2 separate regions of the Mus musculus genome follow, and region 1 is linked to region 2. The links are chromatin contacts, called in public HiChIP or PLAC-seq maps. All regions are on one chromosome and are shown on one strand. Each heading gives the region's core, a stretch centred on a gene start, on an enhancer-like site or on the middle of the called end of the contact. The rest is flanking DNA. Distances are from core to core; before and after follow the strand shown. Region 1 has its middle 29 kb from the start of Gm34353. Region 2 overlaps Gm4258 (a long non-coding RNA gene).

The links. HiChIP or PLAC-seq counts read pairs in DNA pulled down with a chosen protein or histone mark.
Region 1: an H3K4me3 HiChIP or PLAC-seq map of neural progenitor cells shows a contact between it and region 2, with 29 read pairs. The contact joins two enhancer-like sites. A contact is called at or near these places in 1 of 15 datasets of contacts at CTCF or cohesin (CD8 T cells), 17 of 484 Hi-C or Micro-C datasets (the C2C12 cell line, CD8 T cells, the N1E-115 cell line and 11 more) and 9 of 115 datasets of contacts at active chromatin or transcription factors (the HPC-7 cell line, the SCID.adh cell line, bone marrow-derived macrophages and 6 more).

What each region holds. Positions count from the first base shown.
Region 1 is chr1:138,021,488-138,024,607 of GRCm38.p6, forward strand. No RefSeq gene overlaps it. Among named protein-coding and RNA genes, the nearest start is that of Gm34353, 29 kb to the left of the region's middle. Within about 2 kb of position 1,649, at least 36 of the 459 cell types and tissues checked have an H3K27ac peak or open chromatin away from gene starts, as enhancers often do. A contact at or near this core is called in neural progenitor cells, where this site is marked.
Region 2 is chr1:137,901,357-137,904,493 of GRCm38.p6, forward strand. It overlaps Gm4258 (a long non-coding RNA gene), which reads left to right. Exons shown (of 3, transcript XR_003948014.1): 2 at 1-3,137. Among named protein-coding and RNA genes, the nearest start is that of Gm4258, 4.5 kb to the left of the region's middle. Within about 2 kb of position 1,830, at least 33 of the 459 cell types and tissues checked have an H3K27ac peak or open chromatin away from gene starts, as enhancers often do. A contact at or near this core is called in neural progenitor cells, where this site is marked.

The DNA of each region.
Region 1 (3,120 bases), core at 399-2,898, 120 kb after region 2:
AGGTGGATGCTCTGAGGAGGCAAAAGGGACAGGGACAGAGAATGGAGTGAAGAACTGGGAGAGGGGAGGCAATATTTGAGATGTAAATAAATGAAATAATTAAATTAAAATTTTTTGTGCATCAGATTTTCCAACTAGTAGGACTGAAACATGAGGTGATGTCACAATATCATCATACTATGTTGAGAATTGTATACAGTAAGTAATCCTAAAAATTAAACACTCATTAAAAATTAATACAACAAGTTCTAGAGAGATGGTTCTGTGGTGAAAACTCTTCTTTCTCCTCTTCCTCCTAAGGACTGGGTTCAGGTGACTAACAATGGCCCATAAGGCCATCTCCCAAAGATTGAATGCCTTCTTCTGATATCCTAGGGCTCTCACACACACCCTGTCATACATTTAAACACAGAGAGGGGGAGGGGGAGGGGGAGGGGGAGGGGAGGGGGAGGGGAGGGGGAGGGGGAGGGGGAGGGGGAGGGAGAGGGAGAGGGAGACAGGAACATAAAATAAAAATAAATCTCCAAACTTTTTAAAGTTCACAATAGGGTTTGGAAGTGTGTTGTGGGTTCATAGGCACTCTTTGCACATTATCTGACATTGTGTTCAATGCAGAGTACCACGTAGTCAGCATTTGTGGGTGAGTGTGGGGTGTCATTGATGAGTGCTGCTTCTTCCATCCTCAGAGCAACAATAAGCCATTAGTCTCAGACCAAATATTGTGCATGTCAAAACAAAGCCCCTCAATGTAAAACGGTAGTGGAGATATTGAAAGCAGCCCTAAATGCATACAGATTGAATGAATACTGATTTTGAGGCTGGAGATAATAATAACGACAGGCACAAAGACATGAGATCCATGTGAATTACATACAGCTCCTGAATGCTGATGAGGCCGGAGCAAGATGCACTTGGGTCTTTTATTCTCAGGCTGGGTATGTATGTCTGCCTAGTCCTTTGAGAGATGGTTTCTTAAGGACTGAGCTAAATGGATAACTTGCATTCTGATGATTTATTTTTATTCGCAGAAAGCTTCAGTTATTTAGTCACGCTGATAAATTACTGTTTCCCTCTTTCTGTGTGAAGTGGGAATTATATTACAGCTGTCTCCAGTTAATTCTAGGGTTAAAGGTACTACAAAAATGCTTAGTATTTACCGAGAGACTGAGCCTTGCAGCTTATATTCTGATTTCACTGGGGCTCAGCTAATGGCTTTTCCATCCTTTCTGGGTAACTAGCAGAAGTGTAGATCCTGGAGGACCACCCAAACTGGAACAAGCTAAAAGGTTCCAACCGCAGGAGTAAACGTGCTGGCTGTACCCGAATCCTTCAGAGGGCTCCCTGGCTCCCGTTGATTAATCACCTTTCACTCCTGACTCCTGAACCTTTACACTGAATGGTGAGGGTCTTAAATGCTCTCTTTCTCCAGTGATTGACAAAGCCTTTGTGGTTCTAAAACATCATGATTCTCTGTAAGTTGTCCTGTTTTTCTTTTTTACAGCACAATCTTTTATTTCTTCTAGTAGATAGCATCAGATGAATCATTTCCCAAGACATCCACTCAGAAATCCAATCCACTCAGAAATGACGATTATCACATCCTCGGGCTCCAACATTTCAGGACAGGATCTCCTGGTCAGAGTTACAGAGAAGGAATGTGCACACGGCATTCAAGTACAATGGCTTTGAATGTTCAAAGAGAGTTCAATGGAATGCATGAGCTTTGCCCTTTAAGAATTTCTCTAAAATGAGAAAACTTTGAGGAGTCTCTAACAATGAAAACCAGAACTAGTTGAAGTTATGGTTTCTGATTTAAATATATGCTGTTTTTAAACAACTCAAGGCCATCTGAGAACTACTCAACTCTGCTGAATTTCACCATATTCATGCTTATCAGACAGAGCTGAAAGAGAATCTCTTGAATTTCAAAGTAAAAGTTTACCTTTTTGTTTGTTTGTTTTGTTTTTGTTTTGTTTTAACTGTCAAACCTGGAACACCTCCCAACACTTGTTTGGAAAATGGTAGGGTGCACACTATTGTAAAAAGTTTTAAATAGGCTGCTTTCTTTACATTACATTGGCAATGAAAAGAAGAGGAAAAAGAGCCAGGAGAAGAAAATAAGAGAAAGCAAAATGGGGAAAACGGCAGCAGCCATTCAAAAACACTCATCTACAACAGAGAAACCCAAGTGCTCTGCTTTTAATCGTCAACATCTGTCTTTAAAAACATATCAATCACATGATCACTAACAGCTGTTGCATTAGACTTTTAATCAGCCATGATTTTCAAAAAGGAGAAAGAATGCTGTTGGCTTGGTTGATGGAAAGTTACTGCTTAAAATGCACAAGCCTGGTACTGGCAACTAATTCAAAATTTAAAGAGACAAAACTCTACCAAGCACCGAGTAAACACTATTCATGTGTAAAGTGCCATGCTATGAAAGCTTAAATGGTCCCACATGTTTGGAAGCTGGGTGAAAACAGCACAGGTCGGGACATGTATTCAAACTGATACATTTAATGTGATATAGACTGCATTAAAAATACTTTTAAAACCTCTATATTCATGAAAGGCAAGAAAACACAAAGACATCAGCTGACTTAGTCACAATAAATACCGAGGTCCTACCCCTAGATATCTACAACTCCCACTGAGGCAATTTGAAATTAATGATCTTGGTAAGATGGGGGCATAGGTGATTTGCCATCTTCCTGACAGTGCCCCCACTCATAAGAGAGGCCATTCATGGTTTGAATTAGCTACATTCTTGAGGAACACTTGTGAAGTCTGTGTCATTTACCTTTCCATACTGAAATGTAATGGTGACATACTAAAAATTCTGGCATTGAAGTAGAATGTGCTGTTCCAAATTAAAGGGGAAAAAAAATGTATTTTCCTGCAGTGCAAGATCTTTCTTGGCGCATCCACCATTTGCAATGAGAACTGAGCACAGAGAGAGTGCTGGTATCCATCAAGAGAAAAAGAAAGCACAATTTGCATGTGAACGTTGAAGATAAAATAGCATTTATTACAATCCCAGAGGAAATAGTGGAGTGTTTCTGCCAGTGTCATATTAATTGAGACTGTGGCAGCGATGATGTTTCATGTATGATGGCAATA
Region 2 (3,137 bases), core at 580-3,079:
CCTCAAGGAAAGAATCATTTATACAAATGATTTTGAAGCGATGCCCATTTTGTGCCTTTGTGCGTATGTCTCTGGATTAGCTGGAACTTGGATTCAGTGTTTGTGCAGTTGTTCACTCTATATTTTTCATCTCTACTTTGGGGGTCTTCCCTAAAGAGTCACCTACCAATCAAGTCCTCAGATCTTTATTAACATACATATGGTATTATTTTATTTTTCTTATGTCGAATGGAAGAAAGATAATTTCTTTTGCCACCCTGTAATTTGAGATAGAGATGGAGAAAAATTCCACATGCATTCTACACCTTATCAAGTTTTTATATGTAACTTATTAATAATGTAGGAATTATGATATGTTTGCTAGCTCAGACATGCCTGGCATTTGATATTCAGTTTTGTAAGCGTTGAAATTCATTCTTTGTACTTCTAATTTAGAAAAGATTTTGAAAGCCTGTGTCTGTGAACAATTGCAGTAAAGGATCAACAGAACAACGGATTTATTTGCCAATGTATTATGTGATTGTTTTAAAGCAAGAGAATAAAAAATTACTGCTTCATTTGATTATTGTCCAGAAAAGCATACAGTTGAAGAATTAACACATTTTGTACTTACAAAAATTATATAAGTTGACTGGTATTTCTGTGGCGTAACACTCCAATGTAAACAAGTAAATAACTTTTTCTAAGGCATGACTTTCTATTTTCGTGTAAAGGTTCCCTCCCAACACACACTGAAGTTCTGGCCTGATGAAAAATAATTTAATTTCTTTCTCCAAGAGAGAAAATGAACAAGCTGTTTTTGATTCCACCCTACTTTCTAAAAGGCAGACCTGACCTGGCCCTCTGGGGATACAGGTTACTAGAAAGGCATCTTTCAAAGACAAGAAGATAATGGACTTGATTGAAATAGCTGGACGACGTAAGGCCAGTTCAAGAACAAATGGTGTTTCAGAACATAACTGTGAGCAAACAATTTCCTATAGTTTGTTCTCCTTACACAATGGTAATGGTTTATTGGAAATAGCAGAACAAACAGGAGATAGATGTACCCAAACAGAAAACAACCCATGTCCTTTCATGTCAGGGATGCATCAAGAGCCTTGGTGATCACAGAATATTCTTACTCCAAGTCTTTTTGTTGTAGATTTTACTGGCTCCTCAGCATCAGCTGAGGGTTGTGACCAGGTGTGGGTGATATTTAACATGCACACTAGAATATAGGATTGTGGTCACAATTTATTTTTGTTATTGTACAAGAGGGTTTGAAACGTAGAGTGTGACTGTACTTTAATACAATGAAACTTGGGTAGCAAGATCCACTGGTTATGATTCTTCTAAGTGAGAATCATGCTCAGGTACTGAGTAAAGTGGGTGAGATATTATTATAGATACTACACACCCTACTACTTTCCTAACTCAAAAACTTCAATCCAAATTTGAAGAACAGAACAATAATTACTACAGAACTAGACTGTGTTTCTGAGCACCCAGTTGATTCCTGAAAGTACACTCTGTGGTCGTAATCTCTCATGAAGAAAAAGATTGTGTTTTTTAAAGCTTACCCTGTAGGTTAAAGGCCTGAAATTATTGTGCACAGATGCCCAAGCAGTGTTCAGAGATGGAAGGAAACTCTGGTCGCAATAGCTAAGAAGGGGAACTGGTTCAGCTGCTCTATGCTCCAAATCTCCTACCTCCACTCTGAACGCGTGCTGAACTCAAGATTAATTGGAATGAATACTATCAAAGTGATTTTTATAACTTACAAAAGAGCCACTGTTTTGTTAGATGCCCTCGTGATGGCAGAGAGTATGGAAAGTGATGGACTGGCCCTCTGCTTGCAACCTACTCAGGCCCAGGGAGACACTGGGGTCAGACCGACTCATGAATCACAGATAGGAAATGAACCAAATGCATATTTGGAAGTTTAAACAGAAACATTTAGGATATATATATATATATATATATATATATATATAAAACAAATAAATGAATTTTGGGTTGATTTTTGGCACATCTTTTAAAACACCAACCCTTAGTTCAGCTGAAATAACTTTTTATACGTATAGCTAAGACCAGATGGCCACACGCTCCTTTCTTATTTAGATGAGACTCTTCCTTTCAATAACATCTTTCTTCCTGACCTGCTTAAAAATTCCAGCGAATGAAATCAGCACAGGATTTTCAATTCTAATTGACCATGTGCAGAGGAAGGGCCGGGACAGAAATCACTAGAGGCATTGTAAGCCTCTGCCTCAGCTCTGGCTTTGTATTTTACCCTTCCTAGCCTATCCAAACTAGCTGAAAATATTGAAAATGTTTAACATTAAATAACTGCATGATTATTCTTTAGTGTAAATTAGTTGATCTGATTCTCTCATTTAATCATAAAAATCCAAAAGAATTGTCATTCACTTACACAGCTTTGTTTTTTAAAAAAGTACCTTAAAATAGTAGCATAACAATTGAATTGAGATAGGAAGATAGAATGTCATATTTATTTTCCCCATTCCTTATGTAAATCATTATTATGTCATATGTATACATGATATTTATTAGTATTATCTGCATGCATTTTCAATTTTATGGAAATATTAATTATCAAGATTTTTTGATATATTGTAAATGAATGATAAGAAATGAAAAATATTTTCCTTGATGTTTATTCATACTTTTTCTAACAATAATACTGGAAATAGAAGATGAGATATGTATGTATATATGTATATACATATGTATATACATAATATATAGTTCAATGAAGTTAGTTATATATGCTTTGAAAGTGGGTATCTACTTTGGTAGGCACCCATAATTTTTTTGTTGTTGTCAAGCTCATTTTAGGGATGTTGTGGTGCTAAGGCTTGAACCCAAGGCCTAACGTGTGCTAAGCACAGATTTGACCACTGAGCTATACTCAGACGCTCTTTTGGATAAATTCTTGACTCAAATCATTATCTTTATATTCATTTTTACAGTTAAAAGTACTATGTTCTAAGTATGTTTTTGGAATGGCAAACTGTGAGATACTGACATTATTTTGACATAAAATCTTAGAAGAAAAGTTGAACTCGTGGTGCACATTTTAAAAGCAGACAGAAATTAAGAAAGTAAATATCAATTATTGGTGCCACTGGAAA